2 separate regions of the Mus musculus genome follow, and region 2 is linked to region 1. Evidence: chromatin contacts called from public HiChIP or PLAC-seq data. All regions are on one chromosome and are shown on one strand. The core of a region is the stretch at or near the end of the contact, and the rest is flanking DNA. Distances in the headings are between cores, read along the strand shown.

What was found. HiChIP or PLAC-seq counts read pairs in DNA pulled down with a chosen protein or histone mark.
Region 2: a contact with region 1 is called in a BATF HiChIP or PLAC-seq map of CD8 T cells, with 5 read pairs. The contact joins two enhancer-like sites. A contact is called at or near these places in 2 of 115 datasets of contacts at active chromatin or transcription factors (CD8 T cells and embryonic stem cells) and 1 of 9 other capture datasets (adipose tissue).

What each region holds. Positions count from the first base shown.
Region 1 is chr13:101,704,967-101,708,443 of GRCm38.p6, forward strand. All of the region lies in intron 4 of Pik3r1 (phosphoinositide-3-kinase regulatory subunit 1), which reads right to left. Among named protein-coding and RNA genes, the nearest start is that of Pik3r1, 62 kb to the right of the region's middle. Within about 2 kb of position 1,700, at least 42 of the 459 cell types and tissues checked have an H3K27ac peak or open chromatin away from gene starts, as enhancers often do. A contact at or near this core is called in CD8 T cells, where this site is marked.
Region 2 is chr13:102,091,800-102,095,579 of GRCm38.p6, forward strand. No RefSeq gene overlaps it. Among named protein-coding and RNA genes, the nearest start is that of Gm41044, 79 kb to the left of the region's middle. Within about 2 kb of position 2,487, at least 26 of the 459 cell types and tissues checked have an H3K27ac peak or open chromatin away from gene starts, as enhancers often do. A contact at or near this core is called in CD8 T cells, where this site is marked.

The DNA.
Region 1 (3,477 bases), core at 450-2,949:
ATACTTCTGGAAATTCTTTCCTAATGATTCCAGCCCAAAATTTATTTAACTTTTTTTTTTTTTAAAAAAAAGAAACCCAAAGAACAATTTTTACGATCAAACATCTTTATATAATTCAATCCAAAGACATATTAATATTTGTGTATGTGCATATATGTGTATGTGTGTGTCTGTATACAAACATCCTAAGATAGACATGTTGAGGATGAAAGATTCACGTCAAAGTCTTCTATAGTTCGGTCACACTGTTTCTATGGGGCAGGAATCTCTGTGTAGATAATCCATAACATACAATAGTGTTGAATCTGAGCTTAGGTGCAAGTGGCCTGACAACATGGACCCCCATACACAGTGAGAAGCATGAATGTTGTATGTTCAGAACTAAGGCTAGCGAAAGTGAAGTGCGATGCGTGTGTCAATCTGGCCAAAAAACATCTTAGAGTGTTACATGTCTGACTTAAATCTTAGCTCAGAAACCTTTAGTGTTGTCAACTTCTTTATGACCACTACATGAGGTTACCCATCCCTTTATGGGAAGTGACCTCCAAACTGAGAAGCTATGGGAATCTGGGGTGAGACTGCGGTACAGAAAGTCTTTGGGCACATCATCCCATTAAGCAAACCTTGTCCCACTAAGTAGCCAGATGTCTGAGACTGTGACACCACAGCCTAGTATAAATGTACATAGGCCAGGTCAAGGAAAAACTGTAAGAGGTAAGACCTAAGAAGATAACTTCAATACCCTAGAGAGCTAACAAGACCACAGAGCACATGCTAACAAAGGTGCACAGGCCCTGCTGGGCCTTTGCATAAAGGATCTAGCCTGAAACTGAGCAATTATTTGTGAAATGATGTAATGCCAATTAAGATTATATGAGCATCTGAGGTTTCTGGCTCCTCTAGACGTGGCCCTTGTATGCCTCATGTCTCGTCTCTCTGCCTTGAAAAGGGGTATCTCGAAACTTGCTCATCCTGAAAAATATATGTGGCACCCATTAGGAGACGTGTGTAGACTTAAAGGTGTTGCAGTCCCATGTTCCTCTCTCAGGCATCATCCCCTTAGTGCTCCTTCCTGCAGGGGCTGATGAGCAATGCCTTCACTAGGACACCTGGCAAGCAGTTTGTATGTTTTATGAATCTCACATCACACTTAGGGGGCCTCAAGGACAGAGTGTGCCTCTCCCCTGCTCTTCCGGCCTTGCTCAGCAGCCAACGCAAGAGCTGTGGTAAATAGATGAGGTCTGGAGCCCTTGGGAGGTGCTCACTTCCGAGACCTTATGAAGAATCTAGGAAGCCCGGTCCTTGGAGTCTTCACAGTGTTTGAATGAAATTATGCTTCACAAGTCTTGGGATAAATTCCCCATGTGTATAAATCCACGGGAGTTGACAATAGAGTACACTTGGTTTTATTTATTATTTTTTTGTGACTTCTCCCATGCCCTGGGTTTTCTGACATGTGCAATACATGGTTCCCTTTCTGAATTAATACCACCGGGCAGCTCTTCGCTACCCACAGCTAAGAGGTATTGGTCCCTCACTTCACTCCTCACCAAACTACTGATGGGTAACCAGTTCCTTTAATGCTTCACTACTCTAGTTCCCCGGGGAAGTCCCACCCCCCCAACCCCCAGCCAGCCACAGGTTGATCTCTATCTGGTTTAGTGGTTCCCAGGGCGTGGGGGTAGAGTAGGAAGAGTCTGGCACTATTTGGAGACTGTTCTTGACTGTCATGACTGGGGGTGGATGCTACTGGCACCCGGTGGGTAGAGGCTAGGGATGTGGCTAAATACCCTGCAGTGAGCATGATATTCTTCCACTCTTGATCGGCAGAACACAGTCAGAGCGCCAGGTTGAAGAAGCCGTACTCAAGTTAAGAGAAACCAAAAGGTGTCAGGAGAAAATTCAGACCATTAAAACTCAAGTAAAATAACAACAACAACAACAACAAAAAAATGTTTTAGGGTAAAATGAGGAAGGTGAGAGGAAGGCTGGGACAACCAGACTAATCTAATCTGGATATAAATCACAACTTTGCTAATTTACCACTAAATCCTGTTAAAAGAATTTGCTTAATCGGGGCTTTTGTTGCTGGAGACTTAAGAGTCACTAGCAGCAGCAGCATCAAGTTAACATGAGATGCTGTAAAAGGGCGAGGAAAAGCAGGTGGCTGCCCACCTCTGGCTGGCTGGCACTGCAAATTTATATGGGTATTTGAAAGCCAGCATCTGTCAGGTGAAACTGAGGCTTCCATGGATACTCTAATAGCTTCATGGACTGAAAAGGCCACCACCCGGAGACACTCTGGCAGATGTGCAAGCTCCCAAGTTTGGATAAGGTTTGCTCTTTCTTCGCTAGGAACGTGTACCAGTTTTCTGCATGTGGCTTTTGATGTCAATGGGGAAGGAAAGTTGTCAAAATGCATGACTGACGTGAGCGAATCTTGGTGGTTTACGCCATCTCATGAGTGGTGTGAAAAAAAGCAAAAACTTTTTCCAAAGCTAACCCGGATCGTTTTTTGTATTGGTAACATTAAAACCTTAACCACAACTTTTCATAGTTTCATTAGTTTCTGGTGTCTTTACGTTTCCTGTGACTTTTAGCATGTGTTCAATTTCACAACACCCCCCCCCCTTTTTTGTAACCAAAACATGTAATTCTATTTTAATTGGCAGAGAGCAAAATTCAGCGTTTCCTTACCACTCCAGTAAGGCTCCTGCCCGTCAGCTTCCAGTGGCCCAGTTGGTAAGAGCACGGGGCACACAAAAAAGCAATGCAGCCCTCCCTGTGCATGCTCAGCTGAGTTCAAGGCACACGAGGGACCCGAGTTCAGACACTTGGTTGGGTTTGCTTCAAGTGAAAGCAAGCACTGATAAGCATCTAGTCTCGATCTTTCCTCTAAGAAACACCTTTTGTAGAAATTCCCTGAGTTGCCTAATCCCGAAGTGGCTTCTCTCTTCAAAGGGTTACCTTGTGAGGGTCACGTGGGCAGCCCCATTCGAGCAGGGTTTTGACAGAACCTTGCCCAGAATAAGAACAGCAGCAAATGCAACTCTTTCATTTAAATCTACAAACGTGGGTAAAGGATGCATGGTAGAAAGCTCCAAGAAAGAAACAGAAAGGGACAGAATACTGTGAAGGGACGAAGGGCTTGAGAGAGAGAAGCTGGCATGAGAAGGAAGGCAGCCAGGGTAAGTTGTACTACTTTATCCTATATGGAAAAGGAAAAGAGGAAGCCATACGAAGCCACCATTTGGCAGAATGAATTGGTGTCTCCTAAGTAATGGTGTGTCGGAGCTGGCTTGCCTGGTGCTGGTTCAGGAGGCCAAATGTTCTCAATTTCTCCTAATTCCACGTTCAATGGCATGTTAGTCATCCTGAAAGCCAGCACAGTAGGGATAACTCAACACTAACCTGGTACTTTCTCTCTGCAGAGTGCAGGGTTATCGGTACATTACTGAAGAAAGCACCCGATGCCAT
Region 2 (3,780 bases), core at 1,237-3,736, 390 kb after region 1:
ATTTGAAACTGTCTTGTATGGTCAATACTATAACATCAGAAACAATGATAAGTTTTGATACAGATGACATTTCTTGGTCAGACACAATACAGCTCACTCTGTGACAGTAACTATTTACTTCTCATTGTAACTACTGGTATGATTAATGGATGAAAAGCACCATATTAAAATTTACAATGACAGAGTGGTTAATCCCTGCAAAAAGTACAGCCTCATGACTCTACAGTACTGACACTATGCCCAGTAATAGAAAGTTGTCATTTGTCAGAAGCTATCTAGAATCTCTCACCTGCAAAACAAAACAAACACAAAACAAGCAACAAGCAAACCACTCCCCCTAAATATCCTTAAAAATGTCTTACTAAATTTCTCATCAATATTTCTTCTTTCTTCTGCCATGCCTTTACACAGTCAAAGCACTAGAAAGACATGTGTTTTTGCTGCTGTGTGCCCACTTCCTGCTTATTCTCCAATGCACTCCAGTAAGAATTCCAACCTCCTTGTTCTGTCCTCCGCATCCCTTGCTGCAATGATGAGTGACCTATTTGTTGTTGCAATTCAATGAATGATCTTTGCTCCTTATCTTATCTGGCCTTTGAGCAGCTTTTAAACTTGGCTAAATATACTAATACAGCATGTCTGCCCATCCTCCATGACCCCACACTCTTCCAGGTTTCCTTCTGGTCTTAGATGCTTTGGTATCTTTTCCGGGCTATTGAACGTTGCAGTTATTCTATGTTGGATATTAGTTCTTCTCTCTTCTACATGTTCTTCACATGTCATGCCAGACAGTCACTTCAGTTCCTTCATCTATCGACAAAACAGAAACTTGCATCTTAAGTATTCATCCTCCTCCTTGATATCTCTTCTTGAATTCCTAGAGACACCTAAGTTCAATAAGAATAAACATACATTTATGAGCACTGCTCCCCCCACTCCTGGTTAATGAAAGTCTTGAACGGGTAAGATGGCTCAACAGGTAGAGACAAATTTCTCCAGTTTTTCTCCGACCTCTACAAATGTACCACAGTATGCAGGTGCCCTATCCTTAAATAAAATCAGTTACTAGATTTTTAATGAGAAAGCCTTCTTCAGGTTCTATACTTTAGGGAAGCCATGTACTACCAATCAGCGATTAAAGTAACAGCCTAACACAAGCAGGAGATGTCATTAATACCAAGTCCTGTTAGCTGCAGATTCACAGTGACATCTACCTCCATACAGAGGTGTTTCATAGAAAGCAACGAAATGTCCTTTAGAGTTTAGAGTCTTTTGCAAAAGATGGGGCTGTGCTCTATTATTTGCTGTACCAACTAACCTGAGAAATGCCAGCTAATCTAAATTCCACTCTTGTGCTCTGGGATGTACATCTTATTCCCAGTTCATGTGGAATTCTTATGAGAGGGAAGTTTCCAAAGAAATACCGGCATTGTTGATCCAATGAGTGATGGTCTGGTGATGATGATAGATCTTGGGCTGGGTTCTACAGGGGCTGTTTCTCCTTCAGACACGTAGGAAAAAAATCAGAACTGTGCACTGAAAGAGGTGTAGTGAAATGCATCTTTCTCTTTATTTCCCACCTATTTTAATGACACTTTAAAACTATGATTATAGAGTGTGTATTCATTATAAGAGACCTTTTGAAAGCACAACAGAATACAATAAACATTTTATTGTATATTACTTAAATGTTTCTCTGCATCTTTATAGAACCACATTTAAGTATCATGAATTTATTTTATTAAAAGTAGAGCTAACTTTTAATAATAGTAATAACTTAATAATCTGGAGAACTCCAACATTAAATATAGAATATAGGAACTTTGAGAAGTTGGCTTTTTCTTTTTTTCTTTTTTTTTGCTATGGTTCAGGTTACAATGTTAACTTCAGCATGCAGCATGCTAGACCCTGTTGCCTTCATTCTGCTTGTTATTTTTTCTGTGGGCCACATGACTGAGTTCTTGTCACTAGTCACACTCAACCACACAGCATAGGTAAGAATAACACAGTCTCTGCCCAGGAAGAATTTGTAATCAAAGAGACCAAGTCACGGTAAGGTTGAATGCGCACTGCAGCCTCAGTAGCACATATTAATGGTAAACATTATTTTCTTCTTGTCATCATTGTCTGTTCTTTGCCTCCTCGACTTGTTCTTTCTTTATGGTGGCTCTAGAAGAGAAGATCAGGTTGCAGTGGATGTAACGGTAGTTGGCAGCGCAGGCCTGAGTATGAGGGAGGTAGTATGTTAGGGGAACATTAATGAGGTTTTCTACACTTTGACAAGAAGTTGCTACAAGGGTGGCTTTGCCCCACAGTATCAGATGATCAAAATTTACAATGTAGTAAAGTTAAATTTCTGAGAATCGCAAGTTCAGAAAATAGCATCACTGTCTACTTTGTTATTTTCCCAGGTCTTCTCTGTGGTTGTCACCTCCGCTGGCTAGCGAGGTGCCTAGAATGACTAAAGCTAACCTCTTTTGGGTCTGCAAGGGTATTTCCAGAGAAATGAGAAGGAAGATCTGCCCTGGATGAGATCAGTCCTGTTGCTGCTCTGGGTTCTTGGACAGAAAAAAAACAGAGTAAAAAAGAGGAAGCTAACTCACAGCCAGCTTAGCTGTTCTTCCTGCTTCCCAGCTTCTCCATCCTTTCCTGCACCGTGGTTTCCTGCCCAAGTGCCCAGAGCCACACAACGAATGATAGAGCCCTCTGAAATTATAAGGCAAAATGATTTTTCTTTCCTTATATTGTTTCTTTCAAGGTTTTTGTTCATAGGGCTTGGTTAGTTTAACTAATTAATGTACTTAAATGGACTCTAAGGCTACTAATGGAATCAGTGGTCCTCTTTAAATATGAATTACTTAAATAAATATGTATCTATTTTTGAAGGCTTATTTTTATTGTTTTAAAAAGAATATGTGTGCATGTGTCTGTGTATCTGAGTGCAGATGTTCATGGAAGCCAGGGACATCATGTCCTGATGGAGCTTGAGTCACAGGTACTGTGAGCTGCTTGGCATGGGTGCTGGGAACCACCAAAGCTGAGTCCTCTGCAAGACCAGTATGTATCCTTAAGTGCTGAGCCATCTCTCCATCCTATACATTTATATATATATATATATACATATATATATATATGTATATATATATATATATACATATATATATATATTTAAAATAACAAAGTAAATGTACCTATAGGTGTTATTTTTGATAAACAATTAATATAACCATTCATGTCTGCCTATATAAATAGGACTTTAGAAAGAACCCCATTATAGTCAAGAATTACTGACATCCTTGGTCATTGGCAGTGCTTTAGTTTATACATCCAGCCTATTGTCAGTATTAATGAAACCCTCAAGTCATACCAGCAAAGTGTAGGGGTGACAGTCTCAAAGTATTCACGAACTTTCGTGCAAGGACATCTGTGTTAAACAGAGGCCTGAGAAAGAGAAAAGCTAAACCACTTATTAGCTGCAATAGCTGCCCACAATCTCAGACTCACTTTAAATTCCTTTAAAAGAAAAATTATTACTTTGGTTATTTTTGAGGTTATAATATAGTTACATCACTTCTCCCTTCAACTTCCAACATCCAAACCTACACGTAGATCCTTTCTTGCTCTCTTTCAAACTCATGGCCTCTTTTTCATTAATTGTGGTTCCATACAGATATGTGCATGGGCAACACACACACACACACACACACACACACACACACACACACACACACACACACCACACTATGCACAACTACAATTCGCAGTCTGTGTAAAGTTACT